2 separate regions of the Triticum aestivum genome follow, and region 1 is linked to region 2. The links are chromatin contacts, called in public Hi-C maps. All regions are on one chromosome and are shown on one strand. The core of a region is the stretch at or near the end of the contact, and the rest is flanking DNA. Distances in the headings are between cores, read along the strand shown.

Region 1 (4,581 bases), core at 731-3,230, 240 kb before region 2:
TGATGGTAGCCTTTGGCTCCCATTCCAAGCCATCATCATTGTGTTGCAGGACGGCGAGCCAGAGATAATACACATTGTTGTGCTTTTTGATTATGAACATGCCAAGCCTCTCTCTCCTTCCCTTGCCATCTCCACAAAAGTTGCACGTCGCGATATATTTGATCGTGTCGATATGGGAGGTTGATGCAGGAGAACTTCTGCGTGGTCCGGCGCACGTCAAGCATGAGTGCGGGGTGAACCACCCATCAACAGAAGCATTCGTGCACGTAGTTTTGGCACCGCGACAACCCACGTAGTTGTGGCACCGCGACAACCACGACGGTGGCTGGCTTGGCCCGTTATTTAAATTGCTCTAGCCGTCCAACCTAAGAGTGTGCCATTCTCATCCGGCGTTAGAGGACGAGAAGACCATGAGGATCAGCTCTGTTGTGTTGCACCGTGTCGGGCACATCACTCTGAATGGTAGTGCCGAGACATTGTCGTTGGCACCGCGAGGAAGAGCAACCTCTTCCTCAACCGAGGAAGCAAGAAAGGGTTGAAAGTCTATTGCCTCTGATTCATTGCCGAACGATGTGTCTAGGTCCACGGGGATGGCAGGAAGCACGCGGTACCATCGATGCAATGGATCACTGACGGCGAGGCAGCAGTGCAACACACGCCTACTAATATTGTTTCCCTTCTTGAGGTGCTCACAGATCATCCACGGACCAGGAGGTGGGAGGAAGGAGTGTGAGAAGTCGGTGGTGCCCGTGTCTACGAACGCTCAGGCAGCGGCGGTGGATGGATGTGGCCGCTCGACGGGGAGGAAGACGTCGGAGACAACACCGAGAAGGGATGGCAGGTGTTGGGCATGGAGGCGAAGGAGGAAGCAGGGGTCGATGACGACCCGATGGAAGGCGGGGTTGGACACACAGGCACAAGCAAGGTCGGCGGTGGAGTCGAGAAGGAGTAAAATCTGCATCAAGATGTCATCGCACTCCACCGCCGCAATGGAGTAAAATCAGGCAACATCTGCTTTCAACATGATCTGGAATTTATGGCATTCCTTATTTGGCGCTTCAGGCATCCATTTCTATTGTTTTCGCAGACGGGCACTCGCACACACGTCTAGTTGGGCCGGCCCATCTTTCTTTTTCTTCCTGTTTTTTCTAACGCGCCAAAAACCCTCAGCGCGTGGGGCGTGATTTGAACCGCGACTTCCTGTTAACTGCACGCTGCGCTAACCCATTTTTATTTGTTTTCATCTTTATTTTTTCTTTTATTCTTTCTTCTTTCTTCTTTCTTTTTAATTTTTTCTTGGAACGGTTTTGATCGGTTTTTTTCTCGGAACAGTTTTTTCTGTTTTTTCCTTTTCTTTACTTTTTCCTAAATGAGTGATCTTTTTTTTGAAATCTATAAAAATTTCTATAGAATCAATGTTTTTTCAAAATGGTTGAACTTTTTTAAAAATCAATGATTTTTTCTTTAGAATTTCTGAACATTTTTTAAATAAATGACATTTATCTAATTTGTTTCACTTTTTTAAGTTCGATGAACCTTTTTCAAATACAGAAAAATTTCCATTTTTGTGAACTTTTTTCAATTGGTACAAACCTTTTCAAATTTTTAATTCCTTTCAATTCGTGGTTTTCATGATTGCTTTTTCCAATTTATGTTTTCTTTATTAAAATAATTGAGATAATTGATATTATGCCCCTAGTTGGGTCACACTGGACAGGTTTACCCCTATTTTTCCAATATACTCGTTCCTGCCCAAACCACTTTGCTTCTCTTGTGTTTTTGCCCTTCCGTCTCAATTAGTCTGGTCAAAGGCGTTTGACTGTTAGAGAGACATTTTTCTGGACAATGTTGCCCCTCCTTACAACTCCTGTTAAAAGTCAAAGAAAAAAAAACAATGTTACACTTACATGTGGGACCCGATTAAATGCAAGAGAAAAAACATTCCCTCTCTCTTCCCTGTGGGACCCACGCCCCCATCCCTCTTCCTATCTTCTTCCTTCCCTAGCTCCGGCATGGCTCCCCCGTTCACCCCGCAGCCGGTCACCCACTCCAGTGCCTCCCCGACCTTGAGCCGCGGGACAAGCAGCTGCTGCCCATTTGCCCGCCGCCAGTGCCTCCCCAACCTCCATCCCGGTCAGATCCGGTCCAACCCGAGCCTCCCACGACCGGATCTGCCGTCTCTACCGCACCCCATGCCCCGCGCCGATCCTGGCCTCCCCTGCATCGTGATGCCGCCCTTTGCCCAAGGATCGCCGCCGCCCCTTGCCCAAGGATCCCCGCCGTCCGTCTCTGGACCCACCTTGTCTCGGTGGCTCTGGCCATCCGCGTCAAATCTCGAGCACTCCAAGCAAACCTCGCCGTCAACTACCTCCAGCGACGCATCAGATCGAAACCTCCTGCACGCCTTGCGGTGGCGCTGCCGATGCCACATCCATCACGGACGAACATCGTTCCCTCGAGGTCCAGCGTGTGCTCAGCGAGGGGTTGGCTGCCCCCGCCATGCAGTCCCTCTGCGCGCCGGTCGGCAGAGCTGGGCGGTGTCTGGGGTGGGAGAGGGAGGTGGTAGTGGGTAGCGTCGACGGCAGGTCATGCGTCATCGGCAACACTGATGCGGTGACACCAGGATGAGGAAAGTGAGGTGTTTTGGGAGGGAGAGAGAGAGTGTATGTTTTCTATTTTTTTTCTTTTGCTTTTAGTTGGGCCCCACATGTAAGCGTTACATTGTTTTTTCTTTGATTCTTAACTGAACTTGGAAGGAGGGGCAAAATGGTCCAGAAAAATGTCACTCTGACGGTCAAACGCCTTTGACTGGACGGAATTAAGACGGAAGGACAAAACACAAGAGAAGCAAAGTGGTTTGGACAAGAACGAGTATTTTCAAAAGGTTGGGGAAAACCTGTCGAGTGTGACCCAACTAGGGGCATAATATCAATTATCCCAAAATAATTTATAGTGGGCATATAATGCTACAATATGTTTAATATTTTACTGAAAGAACGGTCAAATAGGGTTGTTTACTCTAGTAATCGTCAAACTGATCTTGGTCAATGTGCATTTTTTTTTTGAGCATATCTTGGTCAATGTGCATGGGGATTGACATTGGCGTCCGGAGTTTGAGTCCCGCTTCACCCGAATAAACGTTAACGTTTTCCTTCGTGTTTTGCTTTTTCGCTTGCTGGGCCGGCCCGCTGTGTCGCGTGCGAGCGCCAACAGCGCAAACCGGCGCTTACAGCACTGAATAGGAGCTCCCAGAATTTATCCTAACCGGCTTACATATCCTGGTGTGGCCTTCCATCTCAGTTGATTTGTCAATACTAGTCGCATCTCAGAATTTTATGCAAAATACTTTAAGATTTGTCAATGCATCTTTCCCCGTTTCTGTTGCTTCATAACTCATTTTTTATTGGACACGGCCTTCTCAGTTGATTTTTTTTTGCGAGGCCTATTTTCCGGGCGCAGCTATGTGCCGTAGCGACTTTTATGAGAGGGTCGCCTGCATTATAGTTCATGAGTCTGGGAGCTTCAATTTTGAAGCTCACAACCTCGCAAAAGCATGCTCTAAATTTAGGGGCTGGTTGTCGTTTCTGGTTAGGTCAACCGGGAGATCTCTCTTTTATCGCTGTAAACATTGTTATTGAATAAAGCTTGGCGAGTTTGCCTAAAAAATGTGTGTTATTTTATTGTTTTTTAAAATACTAAATACATAATATTATGAAGAAGTTGTTCTTTTTATTGCTGGAGGATATGAGGAAGTAAATTAGAAAGTTGTATTTATTAAAGTGTTGAATGGACAATAAAAAATGTACAATAGTGTAACAAATGTTCCTACAATTCAACAAAACTATTTTTGACATTATAAAACTTGTCACACATTTCAGAAAAATGTACAGGACATTTTTCTAAATAAAATGTTATGCGATGTAAAAAATATTCGTGTAATTCAAACAAATATTTCATACCACTCAAAAAACATGTAAGTGATATTTTAAGAAAATCATGTGCTTCATAAAAAATGTTTGTGACATTTAAACAAATATGCAATGTGTAAAAATGTTTACATACTATAAGTAGTTACATCGCAACAATCTTCGGTACGCTTTTCAATTTCAATTTGGGTTTTATGTTAATACACATAATAGTGCTCCAGTTAGAACTGTTCTAAGCAGGACATCAATGATGAAGTACGTTACCTCTTCAGAAGCGACAAGGGAGGGCGTTTGGATTAAAGAGTATCTTCCAGAATTTAGTATGGTTTCAAAATGGTTGAAGTCAATGGAATACTATTGTTTCAAGATCGTACCCCTTAAGCTACACAGTGTGAGGAACCAAAGGTCCTACCAGTGATTCAAATAGATACAAAAGCCAATTCAACACAATTCTGAATGTTGCGAATGTGTTGGACAGACCAAACTAACTTATATACTAATCCTTCATTTTTATAAGAGAAATAGTAAAATCTTGATCATAATAATGTATATCTTCAGTTTGCACTCACAATATGTTTAATTACTCATTGAGATTAAATGAATTATAATCATAACAACGTAGTTTTCAAAAATTAAGCTACATATACTTGCTCCT
Region 2 (5,150 bases), core at 312-2,811:
TGTCTGATCGTGTCAATGTACTTCTTCAGGCCCTCTGGCCAGTCGAAATACCGCGCATCATTCACTGAATATATCTGTCCTGACATTGTATGCAATTGCAGATTTTGAGAGGAAGATAAAAGTGACTGTTAAAGCACCATATATCACAGGGGAAACTGGACACCTAAAGGCAGAGAAGGCACAATTTGAATTTTAGGATAAGAAATTATTCTGCAATGTCCTGTCGAGCCCTACTGGAACTAGGTAAAGAACATCAACCTAGAGTTAATAAAAACTAAGGTGGTCAGAAGCTAATAAGAACCGATATACATCTCTTTTTCTGTAGCGAGAAATACTGATATACTACATCTTAGTTACCTCTGGGGGGTATTTGCATGGAAGGATGCGTCAGAACAAATTCTCCTGTAGATCTATCCAATGTGAATCCATGGGTTCCTGCGCCGAAACTGATGCAGAAAATAGTGGCAGATGAATACAGGACGTATCCAGCAGCGACCAAGCGAGAGCCGCTCTGCAGTGAATTGAGCTGAGCTTTCTCCTCCACAGGGAGCTGGTCGAGTTCCACCAGCCTGTCGTATATCCCGAATATCGTTCCAGTGGGGATCGACACCTCGATGTTGCGAGAACCATCAAGCGGGTCGGTGACAACAACGTAGGGACCGTCGTCGCACATCCAAACGGGGAGATCGTTTTCTTCAGACGCCACCACCGCAACTTTTCCGGAGCTTTGGAGCGACGACAGGATGATCTCGTTCTGGATTGAAAATGAAGTTAGTATTCAGGTTACACGAATCTACTGCTGTTATTCATGCCAAGATGCATATGTTCCATTGGAGATACTCAGACACAGTAAGAGCAAAAACAGTGAAATTATTGTGGAAACTGACGGTCATTCTTGAGACGAGGTACGGTTTTTGAAATGAAGCAAACTAATCTAGTAGCAGAAATTTGTGAATGTAGATAAATCTAGTAGCTAAAGCATTTCACAGTCCACAATCCAAACCCTACAAAATTCAGCTCGCCAATTCAGAATCCAAGAATCTAGTAGCTAAAGCAGTTCATTCATTCAGAATCAACCTCAGTACGACACCAAAATAAAACACCGGAGGAAGCGGCACGCACCGACAATTCGTCGAGCGGCTTGGGCGCGTCGCGGCCGGCCGCCGCGGACGCGCCACCGGCAGCGGCCGGCTTGGCCCGCGAGAGGTCGGCGTTGCCGGGGGACGCGACGAGCGCGGCGATGCGCTTGCAGGCGGCCTGGATGTGGGCGACGAGGACGGCGAGGTCGGCGGGCGCGCCGGCCCGGCCCATGTGCTCGAGCAGCGTGGGGTGCGACGCCATACCGCCGTCCCCGGCGCCCGCGCCCGCGCGCGGCGGCCGGGCGAGGAGAACGCTGCTGCTGCGGCGGCGCGCGAGCGCCGGGAGGCGAGGGCGGGAGGGACGCGGCGGCGGGCGGCGGTTTGAAGTTGGCGGGAGCGGGAGCGGGAGGGGCGGGCGGAGTGTGCGAGGGGATAACGTCATGGCCGGTAGGTGGTGCTCGATGACTGACGATGGCGACGACCCGTGGGAGAAACGCTCCTTCGATCGCTCTCCTCCGCACGTTCTCCACTCCTTTTTGCCCCCCACGAGCTCCCCTCTTTTCTCCTCCCATGGCGTTTTCTATCCCCGGAGGCCGGAGCCAAGCCTCCTCCTCCCGGCCACCGTGACACACCTCGTGGCGGAGTTCGAGCGTGCGCCGTCGATCGAGCCCCGATCGACGGCGGGGCGGCGACGGATGGGTCCTGGGTCGCCCGATCCAGCTCCGGGGCGCCCGGACCGGCGGAAGGCGGCGCTTCCGGCCAGAGGTCAGTGGAATTGGAGAATTCTTTCGTGTGATCTTCCATATATACGTCAATATACACGGTGGGATTCTCAAGTCAGTGCAAGAAGCAACTGCTGAGGAAACTGATGGTATTGCGTCAATAGCATAATCATACTTGAAAACCGAACCACCATGAAAGAGGTAGAAATTGTTCGCTACAAGTGTGAACGGTGTTACATCTTTTTCATGGCTGGCCTATCTGCTTCGGCTCAAGCATGATTCTGCTATTGATGCAATACCAACAATTCTTCAACAGCCGCTTCTCGCAAAACTCGAGAACCCCTAATTCCCACGAGAGCTCCCTGATGAAATGATGAAATGCTTCCACGAAATAATGAGATGGGTTGAAAACTGGCTTGTTTCTAATGAGAAGCTCCACAAGCATAACTCCAAAACTATAAACATCACTCCTCCCAGTCAGTTCATACTCCTTGTCTAAGTAGCCAATCCTACCGTGCATGTACAATTGTTGCCACAGGAGTATGTTTCGAGTGATAGAGATCTTAAATCACCCAAGTCAGATACCTTTTTAGAAAATTGTCATGTAACAATATATTGGCTGATTTGACATCCCTATGGAGAACTGGCACTGTAGCAGCTAAGTGGAGATAAGCAAGAGCAGTCGCAGTTTCTACTGCAATCCTAATGTGATCATCCCATGAAAGCAAGAACCTAACAATCGCTTAAGTGTGTCAAGGACATAGAGTGTTCCATTAGATATGAACTCATAGACCAGCAAAGGCACCAATGTTTCAAAAAAACTAATCATAGACAATTGTTCTGGACTGACTTCCGAAGTCAAGATAAAGCATCAAACCTGGTGGATATATACCGGCGTTCTCAGGCCATTTGCAGTCCGAGCTCTCGTTGACTGTCGTCCTGCTAATGGTCGGTGCAATATGTTCTCACTGCCATGTGGTCCTTCCCCTCGATCTGGCGCACAGTGTCGCGGGATCACCTCGCTGACAGGTGGTCCTTCCTTGGACACAGAGGGGCACGGTTCATGTGTCTTAACTCTTAAGCGGTGGCTTCATTTTGTTCCCCTCTGTCTATCTCTGGTAGGCGGTCCCTTTCTTCCTGGCCCGCATGTCGATCTTCTCTTCTGGTGTGTGGTGGCTGGCAGATTGGGCGGGTGTAGGTCGGTCAGGTGACACTTTCTTTCTTCTCCCTTTATGTAAGTTTAATTTTCTCCAAAGCTTAGCAGGATTGAGGTGCATTGGTGATTTCAGGATGATATGTCGAATTGTCAAACCCCTTTGTTTTTAAAAGCTTTATACCACAAATTTCAGTCATGGTCAATTTATTGATACGGTCCAGGATGATATGGTCAATTTCACCCATACCTGCGGGTGTGGGCATAAACAATTCTTTTCCAAGATCATTTCATCATCCTAAATAAATCCATGCTCATTGTACTTTGACAGATAAATTGTTTGATCATTTTGTGTTCATCAAATGTCACAATACAACAAGAGATTCAAGGGAAACAAGATACATGGGCTAGGCTATCTGATGTGTACAGATAAATTCTTTTTCCAATATCATCACAGAAGACAGCAAAAAAAGGGACGCGGAGTATGTGATGGCGAGCATACAGGAGCTCGGTATCAGGGACGTCCAGCATTGCTATAAGATTCGGAGCATTTAATGTCTGAGCCACTCGGCTGGTCCAGCGGGAGCACGGGAAGTGAAGATATACTGAACCATACACATCTGACAGATGGGGCAGGGTTGAACGCCGTCGACGGTCCCTGGATGAGCCGTGGCTCGACGTTGTCGCCAGCGTCCTGATCCGTGGACCAGGTACGGTGGTTCCCGCTAGCGCCGGCAGTGCACGCAGTTAATGCAGTGGTTGGGCGACTCGGTGGATAAGGAAGTGAAGTTGGATTTGTGTCTTATCGCGGTGGAGGGAGAGGTGGAGACATTGACTCCGGCGACGGCGAGTGGGCGGTCCGGCGATCTCGCAGGTGTTCCGCCGAGCATGGAATTCTTGCTGCAGCCAATAAACAGGTACGGATCTGCGTCGTGAGCTATTCTTTGCCATGGTTCTGCGTTGAATGATTAGAACTCTACATTCTGCCCGTGAAAAATTTGTGTGGAATGATTAGAACTCTGCTTGAGGAGGTCAATGAAAGTAACGGGACAATGGAGCCCGTTCGGTTCCCAGTGGCCGCGCCGGCGGAGATTCCTGCTCCAGCCCCGGCCGGGTCAAGTGCGGACGGCCAGATCTATCGGCCGGAAGCATCAGGCGGGGACAAGGCTCAGGGGTCAGAGCACTCAATAGAGCAGTTGGACCCCAAGACGCCAGGATGGATGCAAAGGTACTGAACCCCTAGCCTATAAATTGCATGAGGATTTTGTAGTACCATTCTGCAATCGTTTGGATGAGTTCTGCAAGTAGTTACAGATGAAAAGACGCTGGAAAATTATAGATAAGGAATTTCATTTTGGTTATGGTAAATACATGACAGAATGACTATTTTAGAATTATATGATTGAATCAGATTGACTATTTTTAGAAGATATGGTTGAATCTGTGTCGGTGAACACTCTGAAAATGATGGAGGATGAAAATTGATATCAATTGGCTGTAACTGACCACCATTTGGTTCAGTGGTGTTCATATTATCTAACTGAATCAATTGACTGTAAGTAAACACATGCCTTATTGTCTGTGTGATGTGAATGGGCAGGGTGCGTGTAGGTGCTGCTGCTCCAGGCAGGCCTCCTTGTGCGGACAGGGTCACGACGCTGGAGAAGACCGTGAGGGAGTTTGCGGAGCATCCAAGAGACATAGTTATGATGCCAAAGATTGGAACCAGTTTCGACACCCTCGGAGAAGCATATGACTTTTACAATTTGTACTCATGGAAGAAAGGATTTGGTATTCGTTACAGAAAGAGCAGGCTGAATGTGAATAGGACGAAGTGTATGCAAGAGATCGTGTGTGGATGCGCGGTAAGCTGAATGTTATAACAGATTTATATTCCCAATAATTAATGATAGAAGACCTAAATGGTGTACAACTTTATAAGATATATTTTCCATTTTCATACTACTGAAGTGTTTCTGATTTCTATTGAGTAGAAGTAGACCAGTTCACCATGTATGCGTAGCTGTTATCTGTTAAACCAGATACATCCTATTGAACTGTCTTATCTGAATTTTCTGAATGTGTACTGGTCATGTTCAGCATGTATCTGTTTTGTTAGAGTGTAAGATGGTCTGTGGTGCGCATTTTAATTTGGTGTCGCTTGAATATGAATTTGTGCGGACTGAAAATATTGGA

Evidence for each region. Hi-C and Micro-C count contacts between places; a contact is called where the count stands out from the background.
Region 1: a Hi-C map of leaf shows a contact between it and region 2, with 3 times the contacts expected there. The contact joins the enhancer-like site here to the promoter of LOC123160623 in region 2. A contact is called at or near these places in 3 of 5 Hi-C or Micro-C datasets (all in leaf).

What each region holds. Positions count from the first base shown.
Region 1 is chr7B:660,354,035-660,358,615 of IWGSC CS RefSeq v2.1, reverse strand. No RefSeq gene overlaps it. Among protein-coding and RNA genes, the nearest start is that of LOC123161601, 85 kb to the left of the region's middle. Within about 2 kb of position 1,980, at least 8 of the 8 cell types and tissues checked have an H3K27ac peak or open chromatin away from gene starts, as enhancers often do. A contact at or near this core is called in leaf, where this site is marked.
Region 2 is chr7B:660,108,755-660,113,904 of IWGSC CS RefSeq v2.1, reverse strand. It overlaps LOC123160623 (fructose-1,6-bisphosphatase, chloroplastic), which reads right to left and starts at 1,561. Exons shown (of 3, transcript XM_044578441.1): 1 at 1,123-1,561; 2 at 358-754; 3 at 1-79. The coding sequence starts at 1,521. LOC123160622 (putative protein FAR1-RELATED SEQUENCE 10) reads left to right here and starts at 1,601. Exons shown (of 5, transcript XM_044578437.1): 1 at 1,601-1,844; 2 at 3,286-3,871; 3 at 3,970-4,182; 4 at 4,555-4,819. The coding sequence starts at 3,705.